2 separate regions of the Callithrix jacchus genome follow, and region 2 is linked to region 1. A link is a contact called in public Hi-C data. All regions are on one chromosome and are shown on one strand. Each heading gives the region's core, a stretch centred on a gene start, on an enhancer-like site or on the middle of the called end of the contact. The rest is flanking DNA. Distances are from core to core; before and after follow the strand shown.

The links. Hi-C and Micro-C count contacts between places; a contact is called where the count stands out from the background.
Region 2: a contact with region 1 is called in a Hi-C map of skeletal muscle, with 4 times the contacts expected there. The contact joins the promoter of XXYLT1 here to the promoter of FAM43A in region 1. A contact is called at or near these places in 2 of 3 Hi-C or Micro-C datasets (both in skeletal muscle).

The regions. Positions count from the first base shown.
Region 1 is chr15:23,634,120-23,636,904 of calJac240_pri, forward strand. FAM43A (family with sequence similarity 43 member A) reads left to right here and starts at 1,288. Exons shown (of 1, transcript XM_008981425.4): 1 at 1,288-2,785. The coding sequence starts at 2,229.
Region 2 is chr15:24,199,574-24,202,273 of calJac240_pri, forward strand. XXYLT1 (xyloside xylosyltransferase 1) reads right to left here and starts at 1,302. Exons shown (of 4, transcript XM_078350552.1): 1 at 544-1,302.

The DNA of each region.
Region 1 (2,785 bases), core at 38-2,537:
AGACATTAAAGATCCCCAGTGGACTTGGATGGTGGCAAGGGATCACTGTCCTCATCCAGGACCAGCCTGGGAGTTTGATGCAGGATAGTTTGGACATTTATCCCACTCCAGCTATAAGTCTTTTTGCTTTGAATGAGGAGACCATAGAAGTGAGGAGGTTGTTTCAAGGGCCCAGAAATGAGTTACTGGCTAAGGGTGAATCGGGCCAGAGGACTACAACTACACTGTCCAATTGGCACTTGATAAAAGCAATACTGATGCAATTATCACTCCCATTGGAGGGTGGCCAGGCAGTATTTGTCACTCAAATAAAAAATGTCATTTGAATTTTTACTAGGAATTCTCATCCAAAATATGTCAATGATATATAATAAAACTGCATGAATGGCCTGGTGAAGTAAACTAACTACACACGCATTACTTAGAAATTGTATTTATCTCAGGCCCGGCATGGTGGCTCACACCTGTAAACCCAGCACTTTGGGAGGCTGAGGTGGGTGGATCACAAGGTCAGGAGTTCGAGACCAGCCTGGCCAAGATGGTGAAACCCCGTCTCGAAAGAAAGAAAGAAAAAGAAAGAAATTGTATGTATATCAAAAAATTGTTCTACTCTGAGGTCCGACAGCAGGAGGGGGTCTTGCTGGGGGTTAAGATCGGGAAGCCCCTTATTCATTGTTGATAGTCTACAGGATTCACTCCAATCATCTTACCATGCACCTGACTTTTCACTGTCTGCCGCTTACCTGTGAATACCAGTTCCAAGACAGTGACAGATAAGCCTTGGTGTTTTCTGTGCCTCTCTCTTTAATATCGAATACAATTCTGAAAATAAGAATATTAAACAGCACCCAGTTATTCTCGGAGAGCTGTCACACAAGGAAGAAACCACTATTTTCCCAAACGATTGCTTAGGAAATTATAGCCTATAATCTCATCTTCTGCCACCTACCCCAGAAGTTTCGATCTAGACATACCTGTATTCATCGAGTTGCAATTCAGCCTGGGGGTGGAGTGTCAGGATTCAAGTCCTTTTGCTGCGGGGTAACCCCAGTTCCCAGAGATTTCCGTAGACAAAAGAGATGCTGATAAATTTGAGATGTAATTGCCGGATTGGACCGGTCTCGCCGCTCCCTCGAGCAATGGCTGTCACCGGGTCCCTTTAAGAGACCGGGAATCTGCCCGGCGTCGGAGCCCGAAACAGATCCTCTTCTCTGCTCCTCCCCTGTCCCCGCGCGGCGAATGGTTTGCGCCGGCCTATATTTACCCGAGATCTTCCTCCCGGACGGCAAGGATGTGAAGCAGGCGAGCTGGCCATCGCTCGCAGCACTGGAGAGGGCGCGCTGCAAAGGCGGGCAGTCGACCGCGGAGAGCCGGGCAGCGGAGTTGGACATCGCCTCGGAGGGAAGAAATGAGGTAGCGGCGGTCCCCAGAGCCGACCATGCGCGCCCCCTGCCCTCGGAGCCCAGCGCTGCCCTGGCCAAGCTATCCCGGACACTGAGCCGGCCGAGCGCGAGTCCCCGGTGTCTGGCGGAGCGAAGATGCAGTGAGCCCCCGCGGGACTGCTGCGCGGGGCCCGCCGCGGTCAGCCGGACCCAGCCTCCCACCGCACTTGGGGCAAGCTGCTGTCTCTGAGACCAGCCCGGCCGAGGGGCTCTTCGTCTCCAGCACCCCTTGGAGGTGGGGAGCAGCGGCCCCTGGGCACACTCGCTGTAGAGTTTCCCCGGGTTTCGGCCCCAGTCCTAGGGGTTGTGTGTGTTAGGGGACCCTCTTCTCGTTCGCCGAGGAGTTCCTGCATATTCTCGCACCATCCCAGTGCTGTTGCTGGGGCTCTCTTTATTTATTTGCACGCGCGCTTCTAGCTTTTTTCCTGACCGTTTCTGCTCCACGCTCGTTCTCTCGCATTTTGTGGCTTGCCTGAGACTCTTTGCCCTCGCCCTTGCCCAGGCTGGGGTAAGTCTGTGTGCGCGCTTGGCCCCTCAACTCCCCCCCAACACACACATACCTTTTCAGCACAATCGAAGCTGAATATTTTCTTTTTTAGAAAATTTACCCCCACTCTCTGAGGGGTTCCCCCGCCTCCCCCCAACTCCCTACCCCTGGGCCACTCCCAGTAGAATTTTATTTTTCGATCTTGCCCGGGCCGAGCCCGGCTGGGGCCGGTGGCTCAGCGGGGCTCGCATCCGGCGCTCCGCCGCCGCCGCCCAGCTGCGCCGGGGCGCCCTTCGGAGATGCTGCCGTGGAAGAAGCACAAGTTCGAGCTGCTGGCCGAGGCGCCGCCGCGGCAGGCGTCCAAGCCCAAGGGCTACGCTGTGAGCCTGCACTACTCGGCGCTCAGCTCGCTGGCGCGGGCGTGCCCCGAAGGCGCGCTTAGCCGGGTGGGCAGCATGTTCCGCTCCAAGCGCAAGAAGCTGCACATCACCAGCGAGGACCCAACTTACACCGTGCTCTACCTGGGCAATGCCACCACCATCCAGGCGCGCGGCGACGGTTGCACGGACCTTGCTGTGGGCAAGATCTGGAGCAAGAGCGAGGCGGGCCGTCAGGGCACCAAGATGAAGCTGACGGTGAGTGCGCAGGGTATCCGCATGGTCCACGCCGAGGAGCGTGCGTTGCGCCGCCCGGGGCACCTGTACCTGCTGCACCGCGTCACCTACTGCGTGGCGGACGCGCGGCTGCCCAAGGTCTTCGCCTGGGTGTACCGGCACGAGCTGAAGCACAAGGCCGTGATGCTGCGCTGCCATGCGGTGCTGGTATCCAAGCCCGAAAAGGCGCAGGCCATGGCCCT
Region 2 (2,700 bases), core at 52-2,551, 570 kb after region 1:
TGCAATGTTTCTCAAATAGTAGGGTCATTAGGATCACCTGGGACAGGCTGCCAGGCCCCACCTCCAGAGAGGACCTTCAGATGTCCCAGGATCTAGGGACTTTCTCAGGGGAGGTGAAAGCTGAGTAAAGAATAGCCAAGGGCCGAAAGGACATTGTGGGCAGAGTACGGCATGTATAAAGGCCCAGTCTCTATACATAGCTAAGGTATGAGATGCATGTAGAGGAAGGAGGATAGGTGAAGCCAGAGACGCGGACCTGGCTCACAACACAACAGCACTACCAAGAAACTGGGACTTGACTCTGTAGGCAACAAGGAGCCACCGCAGACTCCCGAAGCCTGTAGGATCCTGGCAGCAGCTCCCCTAGTCACTCACTTAAGTTATTCAGATAATACAACTCCTGCCTTAGCACGCTGCCCCAACCAACATCAGCCTCCACCCTTCAATATCACCTAGTACTTCTTTTCCAAAATCTGGCCTCGGATCCCCTCTGTACAACTATCAGGTCAAAATCAAATAAGCAATTTGACCCAGGTAACTCACATATGTCAGGAACTACGTTGCAGGTGGGCAGCTCAGGGACGATCCTACCCCCTCGTTCCCCGGATCCCCTTGGGGAGCGCGCACTGATCTCGCCTAGGACGGGGTGGGCCACCCACCGGGAGCCCCCAGAGGCCGCCCCGCTCACCTTGCACTTGAAGCCAGCGGCGGGCGGCAGGAGCTCCCGCAGCAGGCCCTTGGCCACCTCGCGGCTGGCCTCCTCGCTCACGAAGTGAAGGTTAAGCACCTCGTGCGTCTCGAACTTAGCGAGGCGCAGCAGTGAGCGCAGCGCGACGCGGGCCTTGGCCTGCAGCGCTGCATTGTGCTCCGCCTTGGTGAACATCATCAGCAGGTGGTAGTCCACCGGCCCGGCCCCGCCGCCCTCCAAGCTCTTGGCCTTAGCGCCAGGGGCTGGCGCCACGGAGCCCCGCGCCAGCTCCAGCGCGGGCGGCGAGGGCGCAGCGGGGCCCCCGGCGCGGGCCTCCTTCAGCCTCTTGGTGGCGCTGGAGAAAGTCTCCCGGCCAGAGCCGAGGTAGTAGAAGGCGCAGACGGCCAGCGCTGCAGCCAGTAGCAGCGCGCAGTAGTGAGAGCGCACAGCCCCCAGGCGCGCCATGGCCCGAGCGCACGGGAGCCCGCCTCGGAGGAGGCCCATGAGCCACGAGACAGCGGCGCCAGCGGCACCGGCAACGCGAGAGAGCCCTCGGGTACCCGGACGCCGGCGGCCACTTAGCCCCGGCGGCGGGCGGCGGCCATGGCAGGGGCGGGGCCGAGCCGCCTGGAGCCAATCGCGGGCGCCGGTACGCGGAGGAGCGGGACCGAGCGTGCGGTAGCTACTGGGTCCTAGGTTCCGAGGGGTTAGAGGCCGGGCTAGGGGTTCAGTGGGATCCACCACCCTGCGCGGGAGGCGCGGATTGAGGACCCCAGCATACTGAGGGCCGGCCCACTGTCCCGGCTGAGAAGTGGCGCCTACGCGCCGGGCACCAGAGGCCAGATATTCAAGCTGAGCCCTGGATGGAATGGAGGCGCCCGAACGGAGGAACTTAGGTCAGCAAAAAGCAAAGCTGGAGGCACCAAGAGGGAAAACTTCTCTCTGCACCTTTTTCCTCCCCAATTTCTTGGAGGCTTTAAGCCCTCTCCGCCTCTCCCTGCACCCAAGCTGGAGGTAGGGAATTTAAACCGGCAGCTCCTCCCTTCTCCCGCTGCCCTGGGAGGAAATTGCCCGGGCCGCACGTTGCGCCGGATGCGGAGCTGACAGAGGCTGGGGGATGTGGCCAGCAGGGGGCCCCCGCCGGCCGCCCGAACCTGCTCCCCGAACCCCCAATGCGTAGTAAAGCCCAATAGGGCAACATTCATTAGCTTTTTGTTTTGTAAACAGACTTTTAACGCTTTATCAAGAGCCTTCATAGGTACCAGGGAATTTTGCACAGCGAGGTTACCTGCCCAAAGTCACAGAGCTAGCGAGTGGCAATTTTGACCCTGGGCAGTTGCACACTGCTAACTAGATAAAAACTTACTAACTTCATTCTTATAAGAATTGAGGATATATCAGTAGTTTTTAAGTAATCACGTACAAGTGCTGTGCATGCTTGAGAGAGGAGGAGGTGAAAATAATGGACAAACGCATATATAGATTGGTCTCAGAATTTATCGGGCTATGCCATCATTTCTCAAAGTGTGGGTAGAGGCCACCTTTCCCAGATCCTCATTCCATCTCATTTTTAACTCTTGTTCTTTTCTATTGGAGTAACACTTTCCTGGAAAACACTGGATTCTCACAAGTCTATGAGGTAGAGGTATTTTACAACGGAGGACACCGAGATTTAGAGAATTACCCAAATTTAGTAGGCTAGTAAATAATGGAGCTGGGATCCTAACCCAAGTCATACTGTTTCCAAGTCCAAGCTTCTAGTCAGGATTAGCTCCAAAAACAGTAATTCACGCTCTGAGTTGTGTGTATTTTATCACAACTGTTAACATATGACACTGGTTAAGAGAGCAAGCTCTGGGGTGAATGATCCAGGCTGGAATTCAATCTCTTCCATACCGATTTTTGGACTTTATGCATGTTACTTAATCATGCTGAACTGCAATTACACCATATAGAAAATGGGGCTAATATTAATATCTATGCCTCATTGGCTTATGAGAGACAACAGTTAA